2 separate regions of the Mus musculus genome follow, and region 2 is linked to region 1. The links are chromatin contacts, called in public HiChIP or PLAC-seq maps. All regions are on one chromosome and are shown on one strand. Each heading gives the region's core, a stretch centred on a gene start, on an enhancer-like site or on the middle of the called end of the contact. The rest is flanking DNA. Distances are from core to core; before and after follow the strand shown.

Evidence for each region. HiChIP or PLAC-seq counts read pairs in DNA pulled down with a chosen protein or histone mark.
Region 2: a contact with region 1 is called in a CTCF HiChIP or PLAC-seq map of the NIH/3T3 cell line, with 8 read pairs. The contact joins two enhancer-like sites.

What each region holds. Positions count from the first base shown.
Region 1 is chr15:90,429,425-90,432,828 of GRCm38.p6, forward strand. No RefSeq gene overlaps it. Among named protein-coding and RNA genes, the nearest start is that of Gm36480, 77 kb to the left of the region's middle. Within about 2 kb of position 1,812, at least 29 of the 459 cell types and tissues checked have an H3K27ac peak or open chromatin away from gene starts, as enhancers often do. A contact at or near this core is called in the NIH/3T3 cell line, where this site is marked.
Region 2 is chr15:90,716,347-90,719,750 of GRCm38.p6, forward strand. No RefSeq gene overlaps it. Among named protein-coding and RNA genes, the nearest start is that of Cpne8, 39 kb to the left of the region's middle. Within about 2 kb of position 1,590, at least 17 of the 459 cell types and tissues checked have an H3K27ac peak or open chromatin away from gene starts, as enhancers often do. A contact at or near this core is called in the NIH/3T3 cell line, where this site is marked.

The sequences.
Region 1 (3,404 bases), core at 562-3,061:
CCACCACATCTGGTATGTTCAGTGCTGTAGACTGCACTGGGTACCTTGTGCCTGTTAGGTAAGTACTTAACCAAACTGAGGCACATTCAAACCACTCAACTCTGTTGGGAAAAAGAAAATGCCATTATTATGTCTATTTGGATGAGGGAGTTGTGTGGATCTTCCTCAGACCTCATGATTTCCTGAAGTGAATGCCAGGGAGGATCTGATATAGCCGCCAGAAAGTTCTCCTTAAATACAGATCTTTCCACTCTGTTTCTCTATCATGCTAGCTTCAGCCTCCTTCATTTCCCACAGCTTGTGGAATTTACCTGGCTCAATTGGTTTTTCTCACCTTGCAACTTATCAGGAAATGCTTTCTCAAACCTGTTTGCTAAATTTGCCCTTGAGACTGTTAGATAAACTAATTCCTCAGAATCCTCTGTAAGGTGGCTGTGTCAGACTTTATAGAAACTAACCAAAGGGTCTTTGTTTTGCTTTGTTTTTTTTAATTTAATTAACAAAAATTATATATATTCATGGAGTATAATATAATTTTGATGCATATGATATGTGTAGATTATTGAATGCCAAATAAAAATAATTACAGTACTTTGTGTGAATGTTGGTTAAACATTTAAAACATACCTTCTGCAATTGTTAAATATATTGTTATTAACTAGAGTCATTGTAGCATAATTAGTTAAGTTGAACTTATTCCTCTTAACCAATCCTGTCTTTTGCCCAAGAAATTTATTCTAAATGCATAGAAGACAATTTTAAATATGTGATTCCCTCATATAAACTTATTTTCCTAGAGGTAGTTTTTAAAGTAGTACATTCTATATAGGAGGTAGGGAAGAAAGTGAGGGAAAATAAGCAAATGGAAAAACAAAACAAAAACCAAAAATAACTCAGAGTTTAAAGAGAAAAAACTCCCCAGTGAGTCTGACAGAGAATAAAGCATATGCAGGAAACAGACAAACACACACACACACACAAATTAAAAAATACAAAAGTAACATATCCTATGCATAAGATTCCTGTGACCCTGGGATGCAAATCCCTAATCCTTTGTAAGCCATTGTCTTTGAACCTTTGATCATTCTCTATGTCCAGTCCTTGTCCACCCTTCAAAATGCTTTGCTTTCTTAGTAAACTTTGCTGTTAGTCATGTGTGTCTATCCAAAACCTCCTTCAGGGTCATGAGATCTTGGAAATCCCAGCAGATACTTAACCATATTCCTTGTTTACTCAAATCAATCTCCTTGACCTATGTTGAGTTGTTCATAGGTTTTTACATCATTTTGGTTTTGTCCATTTTGCTTTTATTTCCACTTTCCCCTCATTTTTATTTCTCAAGAGATCTGAATTTGAATAATAGCTTTACTCCCCACTCAGCTCCAGGAGAGCAGGCAATGCATGCATCTCTTAGAGTCTTAGTTGTCGCCTATGTAAAATGGCAGAAATAGGTTCTACCTTGAGGGTTATTATTTTGTTTTTAAGTTTACTTTGATTTTTATTTTGGGAGTTGGAGTTTTGGGGGAGGAGAAAAATAAAGTTGGTTGGATAGGGAAGTAGGGGAGATCTGGGGGGAACTAGTGTAATATCCAAAATAAGCTCAAGACCACTTAGCCCCTTCCCCTCTGAAGGAACTTTCAGAAACATAGTGGTCCAAATGACTGAGTCTACAGCTGCCAAAACAAAATGAGCTGTTCTCAGAAAAATAACCATAACAAGATAGCAGTTCCCAGAGAAATTCCCCTGCCCTCCGCTCCACAGTTAATTCTAAGAAAGACCACAAACCGTCCTGACATTGCTAGAATTCCCTGTGATGTTAATAGCTAAAAATCTGACCAAATCATAATAACCTACCATGGGAGCAGGCAAAGTGAGTCACTAGGCCAAAGGGTTACTTAGTCACTATGCAAACCAACAAACGCCTGAAAGGGTTACTTGCTACACCAATGAGAACCCTGTTGCCTAAATCTTCCCCTTACAAGGTATAAAAACTGTGTTCTTTCTTTGTTCTGGGTCTCTCCTCTGTCATGCATGCTGAGAGGGGGGTCCCCAACATGTTGGATCAATAAAAAAAAAAATCCTCTTGTGGTTTGCAGTGATGGCAGTATCTGTGGTCTTTGTGAGTGAGGGTCTCTTTTGATGAACTCTAACACTAGGAAAAGGGAAATAATTTTATCAAATATATTATCCTAAAAGTATAAATGAAATGAAGAATACAATTTTAAAAACAAACATATGATAATCCTCATATTGGTAGGAAAAGTCAACTTATACTAGTGCTTCTAAGAGTTCATTTAGTGGCTTGAGTTTCAATTTTGACTAAATTTCATATTCTTTAACTGCTTTTCATCTTTAGGGTTCCTTAACAGTTTTGATATGGAAATTGACATGATAGTAATTCTGTGTTTGTAGACATGATCCCATTTCATATCTCCCTCTGCTTTTGCTTCACAGGTGTTAGGTGGGGAAACCTGCCAATCTCTAACATGAAGACTTTGATGACGCTTTTGATAGAAAATTAGGTAACTTTTCTCTGGATATTTTGTAGAGAATATAGAATCTATCTGGGAACTTCTTTTCCACAAAACAGCATTAGAATATAAATAACTACTAGTTCTAATACAGAAAATTTCCTTTTTATTTCTTTCTTTGAAGTTTAACTGGTAGTTTTGTCTTCCCTAATAAAAAGCCCTGATACAAAGGATGTTTCAGAATTCTGGTGTCCAGCTCTGATTTCTTCATTATTCCATGAGCTTTTTGTGGAAAGTAAAAAAATGTCTGGCTTGCTACCCACATTCCTTTACCCATTTCTGACTAATATATCAGTCTATGTGTGTCTATTATTTGAATTGCGACTCCCACTGAGACTGTTTTAAAAGCCTCATTCCACACAAATACAAGAAGTTGAAAAGTTCATGGTGAGTCAGTGCTCATCTTCTCAGTGCAGAGATGAACCCACAACTTCCAAGGCAGGCCCAATCTCGACCTTGCAGACATGATCTCATCTACAAAGCTCATTCCAAAGAAACAGGTTGTCCAGTTACAAAAAATGCAGACAGAGAAAAGGAGAAAGAACCAATGATGTTTTAAGTAATTTTATGAGTGTTGAGTTGGGTGACATTCAGAGTTGGATAGGGGTGCTGGTGGATCACAAGCTGAATATTAGACATGCCCAGAATTTCTTGCTTCTTATCACAGAGCTCCCCAGAACCACACATAGTCTAAATGCCTATATTGTCATGTGTTAGGCCACCTTTGTTTTTTCCACAAGCTGTCTTAGAGTGATGAAAAGAAACTGTCGTAAAATGTGTAATTCTATGCCCGTTGAATTAAACTAATAAGGAATTAATTACTCACCACTGCCTAATTAATTTTTATGGTTTGACCTTTGTTATTGTCTGACA
Region 2 (3,404 bases), core at 340-2,839, 290 kb after region 1:
GCCAGCCTGGTCTACAGCGTGAGTTCCAGGACAGCCAAGGCTACACAAAGAAACCCTGTCTCAAAAACCAAAAACAAAATAACAAACAAAAAAAAAAACAACAACAAAAAAACAGTCACTTTTATGGGTTTCTAAAACTTCTAACATTTCCAACTGATTCTTTGGGACACTTCTTAGACCATTATTATGTGGTATATGTAAAGAATGTCATTAGAATCCCATAAGAGCCCATCTATTTGTGAATAAGAATCAGTATTCCTTTGAGTAGACATGGCTTCTTTTTGACACCCAGTGACTCCATTATGGAATTAGAGACTTAAATATAGGGGTGGTGGATCCCAACACGTGTCTTTTTTAACATTCCTGTTTGGGCCATGGGGAAGAATGACAGTTGACTATCACAAGCTTTAAAAAGCAGTGCCTCCAGTTGCAGCTGTGTGACAGATGTGGTTTCCTTACTGAAGCAGATTAACACGTCTCCTGGTACCTGGTATTCAGATACTGATCTGCCAGATGTCTCGCTCTATACCTGTGCATGAAAACCACCAGAAGAAATGTCTACGCTTTCAGTCGGCAAGGTCAGCAGGATAGCTTTACAGTATCTAAATTCCCCTGCCCTGGGCCACATAACTTACTGGGACTATTCTAGGTCTTGATCTTTGCCTCGTCCGCAAGCTATCACACAGGGCAACCATGCTGATGACATTTTGCTGACTGGGCCAAAGAAGCAGGAGGTAGCAACCATGTTGGACTTGGTGATAAAGCCTGTGCACGTTAGAGGATAGGAAACAAAGCCAACTGAATTGCCAAGGACCTCCTACCTCACTGAAATCTCCGGGAGTCTAAGTAGGGTGAGGCATGGAAGATCGTCCTGCTGAGGAGAAAGGTAGGTTCTTACACTTGACCTCTCCTGCCATGTCTAGCACAACTAGGTCTTAAGCTGATCGCAAGTGGTGAGGAAGTGAAGGAAGAACAGACAGACAGACAAACAGACAGACACAAATACAAAAATCTGGGTCAGGTGGTGGTGCTGGTGGTGGTATTGTGTGTTTTACAAACTATATAACAATCTGAGACCTCAGCAGTTTCAGCCTATAAACATCTCAGGGAAGGAAGACATAGTTGCTAGCTTCTGCACACTGGTCAGTCCTTCATAAACACTCATACTTGTCCACACCGTTAACATTCACACCTCAGAAGATGAAGGGTTTTGCCACTTCCAAGCCTGAACCGTATAGAAAAGGTACCTTAGTTAGGGTTTCCACTGCTGTGAACAGGCACCATGACTAAGGCAACTCTTATAAAGGACAACATTTAATTGGCGCTGCCTTACAGGTTCAGAGGTTCAGTCCATTATCTTCAAGGTGGGAGCATGGCAGCATCCAGGCAGGCATGGTGCAGGCAGAGCTGAGAGTTCTACATCTGCATCTGGCTACCAGTGGAAGACTGACTTCCAGACAGCTAGGACTAGGGTACTAAAGTCCACACCCACAGTGACACACCTACTTCAACAAGGTCACATTTACTCTAACAAGGCCACACCTCCAAATAGTGTCTCTCCCTCAGCCAAGCATATTCAAAGCATCACAAACGGCTTTACGAGTTGCTATGGGTCTGAGTCACAGATTCTTGGCATGGCTGTGCCCATGTCAAACACTACACATTCGCTCAGGACTTTATCAACTATTTACGTATTCATTCAGATTTTTATCAACTATTTACATTATTCATTCAGAGCTTTCTTGGCTTCCTATTACCAAGAAAAAAAAATGTACAAAACATGTGCCTGTTTGGAGTCTGGAGGCAGAAAACTTCTTAGTTGCATGATTTTCTTTAGCCTATATAGCAAATGACTCAGAAAACAAGTCAGAATACAGGTTGCTCTGTCAATTAGGCCCTTGGGATTTAGAACTAAGACCTGGCATCACCTGCAAGCAATAATATTTTGATGAACAGCTTCTGGCCTGCTATTGTACTTAGTGGAAGTTAAGCACTTAACAATGGGATGTCAGGCTAATATGTGACTTGAAGTGCCCATCGTGAGCTGGATGCATCTGGACCATCAAGTCATACAGTTGGACATAGCAGCATTCCATTATCAAATAGAAGTGGTATCTAAAGTGACCAAGCCACAAAAGGTCCCGAAGACACAAGCCAGTTACACAAAGACGTTGCCCCAATGTTTATGAATCCTATTCTTGCTACAACGTCTTCTATCCCCCTGGTGCCAAATCCAAATAAGGCCTTCTGCGGTGTGCCCTATGATTGAGTCACTGAGAAAGAGAAGGGTAAGGACTGGTTTACAGATGGTTCTGTGAGTTATGTAGGCATCATTCATAAGTTAACACCTGCATTGGTCCCTTTCTGGAACAGCCATGAAGGACACTAATGAAGGAAAATCTTCAGAGTGGGTAGAACTTAAACATGGTTGCATGTTTTTCTTAGAGGAAAAAATGGACAGATGTTCAGTTTATCCTGATTTATAGGCTGTAGTCAATAGTTTGTCTGGATGGTCAGACTTGGGAGTGTTATACTATTGTATGCTGTGAGGAAGGAGAGAGAATACACCAGTAGGCTCATGAAACAGCAAAATCTTTTGTTATTTCCACCACATAAGTGGAGTCACTGATCCATCAGGGCTGGTAGACAATGACTCAGAGCCTGCTTTCTTCTGGCAGCCTCCAGGGGCTGAAGCATGGTTAATAACCACAAAACCTGCAAGCACCTAAGCCGAGTTTCTGTTATGATTTTTATCAATCAGAACTCAGAGATTAGATACTGAATGTAAGAGATTTGCCCGACCAGTCAAATTCATTTGTTCTTCCTGTTGTTAGGAATAGCCATTATGTTTTGGGGAACTATTGTTGCTTAAAGTAGGCGTTTGGTCATCTTAGGTAAAATGGAGTTTGAAGGCAAAATGTCCCTGATGCATTGTCTAAGAATTAAGAGGTGGGAATGGGAATGGGTCCACTCAGCATCATGCTTAGTAACCCACTAGGGAAGAATTGCTTCCTGTTCCAATGATCTTGTGCCCTGCAGGCCTAGAAGTTAAATTTTTGCTTTCTGTTCCCATGATATTGTGTTCTGTGGTCCTATAAGTTTTGGCTCCAAAGAGAGGAATGCTTCTGACAGGAAAATTAACATCCTACAAAACTACAAGTCAACACTCCCCTTCTGGCCTTTTTCCCCCCTCTGGCTCCTGATAACTTTTGAGTCGACTGGCATAGAGAGAGTGGCAGTGTTAGAAGATGTGATTGATCCAGCCCATAAGGGACAGATTCAACTGTGTCTCCATACAGAAGAAGTCTGTCTGGAGTGCAGGAGATCCTATGCCTCCTGGTGTTACCAGGCCCAGTGATTATCGGCAATGAGAAACTAAACAACCCAATACAGGCAGGATGACA